2 separate regions of the Sus scrofa genome follow, and region 2 is linked to region 1. Evidence: chromatin contacts called from public Hi-C data. All regions are on one chromosome and are shown on one strand. The core of a region is the stretch at or near the end of the contact, and the rest is flanking DNA. Distances in the headings are between cores, read along the strand shown.

The links. Hi-C and Micro-C count contacts between places; a contact is called where the count stands out from the background.
Region 2: a contact with region 1 is called in a Hi-C map of liver, with 1.8 times the contacts expected there. The contact joins the enhancer-like site here to the promoter of MCUB in region 1. A contact is called at or near these places in 1 of 5 promoter capture datasets (liver), 6 of 47 Hi-C or Micro-C datasets (embryonic fibroblasts, liver, skeletal muscle and 1 more) and 1 of 2 datasets of contacts at active chromatin or transcription factors (alveolar macrophages).

Annotation. Positions count from the first base shown.
Region 1 is chr8:112,649,900-112,653,381 of Sscrofa11.1, forward strand. MCUB (calcium uniporter regulatory subunit MCUb, mitochondrial) reads right to left here and starts at 1,504. Exons shown (of 8, transcript XM_021101676.1): 1 at 1,141-1,504. The coding sequence starts at 1,236.
Region 2 is chr8:112,545,715-112,549,196 of Sscrofa11.1, forward strand. The region is part of intron 4 of MCUB (calcium uniporter regulatory subunit MCUb, mitochondrial); the gene reads right to left. Among named protein-coding and RNA genes, the nearest start is that of CASP6, 28 kb to the left of the region's middle. Within about 2 kb of position 1,622, at least 2 of the 83 cell types and tissues checked have an H3K27ac peak or open chromatin away from gene starts, as enhancers often do. A contact at or near this core is called in liver, where this site is marked.

The DNA.
Region 1 (3,482 bases), core at 254-2,753:
CCCTTTCCTAGTTATAAGGAACAAAATGCCTTTCCTTCTTCTCTTGCAAACATTCAGAAAGGGCATTTAAGTATTTCCGCCATCATTCCAAACTCTGAGGCCCAGAGAGCGTAGCAGGGGAAAAAAAAGGGGGGGGGGGATGAACAGGAAGTGAAAGTGACAAGATAACAGGAACGGCATCGCTTACTTTCTGCTTTTCTTTCTAACTGCGGAAAGAAAAAAATACATCTTTTTTTCTCGTTAACAATCAAACTGATTTCTAAGGGTGGGTAGGCGGCGCTGAAAACTAAGAAACAACGCCCTCCCCAACCGCGCGCACCTGGAAGGCTCTTACTTCCAAGGCTGTCTTTCCTCATTAGGCTCAGAGTTAGGGCTCCCAGGCTCCTGTCAGCCCCCATCACAATCCCAGTTACACCCAGTACTTCACCCCATCCCCCAACCCTGTCTTCCCGTGTATTTTTTAGCGCACATCGACCGACGCTCTACCTCCTCTTCCAAGCAACGGTTCTACAAAGATTTCCACAATACAACTGTGTCAGGCCAACTGTTACTCATCAGCACACACATGATTCACCCGTCTCTCGGCTCTCGGAACAAAACGCGAGTTTTCCTTCCCTCTTTGAAAGGGAGGTGCTCGTAGTTTTTAGGTTGGAAATTTCACTCTCCTACCACAGTACGTACTCAGGGCTGTCGCGCTGGCTCGCTTTACCGTTTTCTTAGCCCCCTTAGGCCACATCGGCACCGACAATCGAGCAGACAGCAAAGCGGCTCTGAAAACTTATTCCAGATTGCGGTTTGGACGCGGAAAAACTGTCTCCCGGGGCAACTGTGCTGCTCCCGCGGCCGCCGCCGGGTGGTCCCCGCACTCCAACTTAACCGAGGTGATGAGCCAGCTCACTTCCCCGTAGCCCTTGGCCTTTCCTTCCCTCGGCTCCTGGGGGTGACCCCGACTCTGGACCGCCGGGCCCAGGTCCATGGCCCGAGGGATGACCTATCCTCCCGTCCGCAGAGCCGGGGGAGAGGGGGCGAGGGTGTCATCAAAACGCAGTGAAAGTCCCGGCCGCTCGGCTTTCGCTCCCGCCTAAGTTGCCCCACGCAAACTTTCCCAGCCGCCTCCCCCGGCACCAGGTTTGGGCTCACCTGGGGCATCGGCGGCCGCGAATGCGCTTGGCCTTGGGTTCCGGGGGTCGTCAGCAGCCGCGCGCGCCACGGCCAGGGGCCCCTCCAGCGCATCATCCCGTCGGGCGCGGCGCTCCCGCTGGAGTCAGCGGGCCATGGTCTGCGCTGGTGGCTGGGCGCCGGCGTTCTCCGTGGGCGCAGCCTCGCCGGGCCCCCGCCTCCCCGCGCCGCGCAGCGCGGGGCGGGCTAAAGGGAGGGTGTGTCCCTCTCCCCTCGTCTGGTCTTCGCACACGCCCCGGCGCGAGCCTGTTTTCTTTCCTCCGACCAAAATTTGGAGGGGCGGGAGGAGAGAATGAGAGCGCGAGGGAACCGCCCTCCGCATCTCAGGTGTTGCGGGTCAGCCCGGATGTTTGGCCGGCCTCCCTGCTTCCCTTAAAGCCCCTTCTGAAATGAACGAGAGCCCGGGCGCCGGCCGCTCACTCCTGGGGAGCTGTTGATTTCAAAACTCGCTGGTGATTCTGGGTACTTAGTGCCCGGCGGGCAGTCTTCTCCGTTCCACCCCCACGAGGCAGGGAGGCATGGGGTGAGCGGAAAAGAGCGTCAGGGATCTGAAGAGGGGCAGGGTCTCTCTGGAAGTTTCCCTCCTGCCCTAGAGGAGCAAGTCCACGGAGGCTCCACCTTTCAGCTCGAGGCGTGGGCTGCGGGCGGCGGTGGCCGGTGCTCTCTGCTCCCCGATGAGCAGCGAATGTTTCCCAGGGCCTACCTCTGCCAGAGGTTTGCTGTCCGATTGATGGTGACCCACACAGAACCCTTTGGGACAGTCTCTCTCACAGCTGAATTGGCTTCTCCTTTGAAGCACGTTATTAATTGAAGCAGCTAAGAAATTGAAAAGTTTTCACAACAATTGGGAACCCTAATGTTTTGTCTTGGACTGTGTTTGTAGAAACAAACACAAACCACTTAAGAGCAGCCTAATCCAAGCTTTCACATAGCTTTATTTACAACAGAGTTGGTAGATAAAACACAGGATGTTCAGTTAAGTTTGATTTTTAGATAAACAACATAATTTTTTAATGTTAAGTATGTCCAAAATACTGCATGGGTCACACTTTTCTTAAATGAAACATTTGGGGTATACTTATGCTAAATTATGTATTGTTTATCTGTAATTCAAATTTAACCAGGCATACTGTTTTTATTTACTAAATCTGCAAGAGGCTTGAGTTAATGAATCAAAACTGGCAAACAATGCAACAAGTGGTAAATCTCACCTCATGATAATCTTTCCTTATTGAAAAAAGATGCAGGAAATTCCCATTGTGATTTAGTGGGTTAAGGACCCCACGTGGTCTCTATGAGGATGCATTAGATCGCTGACCTCGCTCAGTGGGTTAAGGATCCCGTTTTGCCACCGGCTGCAACTAGCCAGCAGCTGCAGCTCGGATTAGACCCCCGCCTATGGTTAAAAAAAAAAAAAAAAGAAAGATGCAGGTATCTACCATAGCAAAAACTGTCACCATTCTTAGTTGGTTCATACCTGTTAATGAGCATCTGTGTTTCAACATACCATTGACCTCCACAGATAGTGACACATTAAATATGAGGTCCACATGGAAGTAATTTTTTTTTTTTTTTTTTTTTTTTTTTGCCTTTTCTAGGGCTGCTGCCTCAGCATATGGAGGTTCCCAGGCTAGGGAGCTGTAGCCACTGTCCTACGCCAGAGCCACAGCAACGCGGGATCTGAACCGAGTCTGCGACCTACGCCACGGCTCAGACAATGCCAGATCCTTAACCCACTGAGCAAGGCCAGGGATCAAACCCGCAACCTCATGGTTCCTAGTTGGATTCGTTAACCACTGAGCCACGGCGGGAACTCCTGGAAGTAATTTACTTTACCTGAGTCCTTTCTTTCTGTTCTCTGGTGCTCCAAATGAAAGAGATTTATCTTAGCTGTTGTGAATAATGCTGCAATAAACACTGAGCTACAGATATCTTTTTGAGATACTTATTTCTTTCGGATATATATCCAGTAGTGGGATTGCTGGATCGATGGTAGATTTATTTTATTTTGTTTTGTTTTTTGAGGAACCTTGCTACTGCTTTCCTTATTGGCTATACCGATTTACATCCCCACCAACAGTGTACAAGTGTTCCTTTTTCTCCAGTAGTCATGATAAGGAAACAAACCATGTGTCCAAGGCCTAAATAGACAAAATTATATCGAGATGAGGTATATACATAAAGTGGGATATTATTCAGCCATAAAATAGAAAGCAATCCTGCCATTAGGACAATTTAGAGAAATCTGGAGGACATTATGCTAAGTGAATAAGTTGAAGAAAGACAAATACCATATGATTTTA
Region 2 (3,482 bases), core at 372-2,871, 100 kb before region 1:
GGGAAATACCCAATTCTAGCACCCTCTAGCCGTCCTTATTTTTAACCCTCAGAAAGACATGGAGTTCACTGTCCAGGGCACAGGCTCAGGAAAGAATGAAAGAATGACCTAATGATAGGACTAGAGAACACATCCCCCCCCAACACACACCTTACAGTCATACCATTAAAGGCTTGTTTGCCATGGCTCCCTTTACCCAGTATATAGTGTTCAGCTTTCAACAAAGAATTACAGGGCAGGAGTTCCTGTCTTGATGCAGCAGAAATGCATCCGACTAGGAACCATGAGATTGTGGGTTCGATCCTGGCCTCACTCAGTGGGTTAAGGATCCGGCGTTGCCGTGAGCTGTGGTGTAGGTCGCACCTATGGCTTGGATCTGGCATTGCTGTGGCTGTAGCGAAGGCTGGCAGCAACAGCTCTGATGAGACCCCCAGCCTGGGAACCTCCATGTGCTGCAGGTGCAGCCCTAAAAATCCAAAAGACAGAAGAAAAAAAAAAAAAGAATTATAGGGCATACCTAAAGGCAAAAACACAGTTTGAACAGACAAAGCAAGCATCAGGACCAGAGCTGGATATAGCAGGAATACTGGAATAATAGAGTAATCTGAAGTAATAACTATAATATATGACAAGGGCTCTACTGAACAAAGCAGACAAGATGCAAGAACAGAGAAGTAACGTAAGCAGAGAATTGAAATTTCTATGAAAGAATCAAAATGAAATGCTAGAGATCAAAAGCTGCTACAACAGAATAAAAAATGCCTTCCATGGACTCATTAGTAGTAGTGCAGGGCTAAGAAATAATCTCTGAGATTAAGGATGTCAATAAAAGTTTCCCAAACTGAAAAACAAAGAAAAAACTCCATCATATTTAATGTGAGAAACCTGATGCCTTCCTGCGAAGACCAAGAAAAGGGTAAAGTATTTCCTCTCATCACTGAAAAATCATACTGCGAGTCCTCGCTAATACATTAAGAAAATAAAAGTTGATTATGAAGGAAGAAATAAAATTGTCTTTGTCCACAGATGACATGATTGTCTATGTGGAAAATCTGAAAATGGACCAAAAAACTCCTGGAAGTAATAAGCAATTATAACAAGGTGACAAGATACAAGGTTAGTATATAAAAGTCAATTATATCATATCCTTGAAGTGAACAAGTGGAATTTGAAATCAAAAACACACCAGCAAATACATTAGCACCAAAAGAAATTGAAAAACTTAGACATAAATCTAACAAAAAATGTATGAGATCTCTGTGAGAAAAACTACACACTCTGATAAAAGATATCAAAGAAAAGCTAAATAAATAGAAATATTCCTTGCTGATGGATAGAAGGACTCAATTATTATCCAGCTATCATCAGTTCTTCCCAACTTTATCTATAAATTCAATGCAGTCTCAATCAAGAGCTCAGCAATGTTTTGTGGAAATCAACAAATTTGGTTCTAAAATTTATATGCAGCATCCAAAGATTCAGAACAGCCAACTCAGTACTGAAGAAGAATAAAGGCAGAGACTGACACTGTGCAGCTTCCAGGCTTACTCTAAACTACAGTGTCAAGGCTGTGGTTCTGGTGAAAGGCCAGAGAGATCAATGGAGCAAATTCGAGAGCCCAGAAATAGACCCAAATAAATGCGGTCAACTGATCTTTGATCCAGGAGCAAAGGCACAGAGTGGAGCAAAGACAGTGTTTTCAACAAACTGTGCTAGTAAGAACTGAACATTCATATGCACAACAATGAATCTAGACTCAGACTTTACACCCTCCACAAAAATTAACTCAAAATGCATTATAGGCTTAAATATAAAATGCAGAACTAGAAAACTGCTAGAAGATAAACTCTAGATGACTTCGGGTACGGCGATGACTCTTTTAGATATAACACCAAAAGCCTGATCCATGGAAGAAATCGTTAAGCTAGACTTCATTAAAATGCAAAACCTCTGCTCTGCAAAAGACAATACCAACCAAATGAGAAAACAAGTCAGAGCTGGAGAAAATATTTGCAAAGAGAGATACGATAATGAATTGTGATTCCAAAATATACAAAGAAGTCCAAAACCAACAAGAAGAAAATTAACATCCTGCTTAGAAAACGGACAAAAGGACAGAACAGACACCTCACCAAACAGGATATACAGATGGCAAGCAAGCATTTGAAATCATACGTTATTAGACAAGTGTAAATTGAAACAATGAGCTGCTACTACTTCACATTAGAAGAGCCCAAATCCACGACGCGGACACTAAACACTGGCAAAGATATGGAGCAACAGGAGCCCTCATTCCCTGGGGACGGGAATGCGAAACGACGCACCTCCTTTGGAAGAAAGTCTGCCGGTTTCTTACACAACTAAACATGCCCTTACTTTGTGTACCAGCAATCATGCTCCTCGGTATCTACCCAAATGAACTGAAAACTTATGTTCACACAAAAACCTGCACACCGATGTGTATAGCCACTTTATTCATAATTGTCAAAACTTGGAAACATCCAAGATATCCCTCAGTAGGTGAATGAAGAAATAAATAGTGATACATCCATGATAATAGAATATTATTCAACACTAAAAAGAAATGAACTATCAAGCCATGAAGAGACATGAAGAAAACTTAAATGCACGGAGTTATTGTCGTGGTGCAGCAGCAACAAATCCAACTAGGATCTATAGGATACGGGTTTGATCCCTGGCCTCGCTCAGCGGGTCAGGGATCCGGCATTGCCATGAGCAGTGGTGCAGGTCGCAGATGCAGTTTGGATCCCATGTTGCTGTGGTGTAGGCTGGCAGCTGCAGCTCTGATTCAGCCCCTGGCCTGGGAACTTCCATATGCCTCACCTGCAGCCATAAAAAGGCAAAAAACCAACCAAACAAAAACTTGAATGCATACAATTCAGCAAAAAGAAGTGAAGTCTGAAAAAACTTACATAATTTATGATTTCAATATTTAACATTCCGAAAACACAAAACTAGGGAGAAAGTAAAAAGGCTGGTGGTTGCCAGAGGTTAAGGGGCAGGTAGAAACGAAGCAGCAGAGAAGGGAGGACTCTGGGGGGCAGTGGAACTACAACGGCGAACACATGTCATTATACACTTATTGAAACCCATTAAAAAAAACATAAAACGGTGGGAGAGAGATGAATCAGGAATTTGGGATTAAATATATATACGACTACATATAAAGTAGATAAACAACGAGGACATACTTTAAAGCACAGGGAACTACATTCAATATCTTAGGATAACCCGTAACAGAAAAGAATCTGAAAAAGAATATATCTTCTCATATATATATATATGGGTATAACGTCCTGCTTACAAAATGGACCAAAGATCTGAACAGACACCTCACCAAACAGGATATACAGATGGCAAGCAAGCATCTGAAATCATTCATACACACACACACACACACAAAGTATGACTGAATCACTTTGCTGTATACCTAGAACACCGAAAATCAACTATACTTCAAT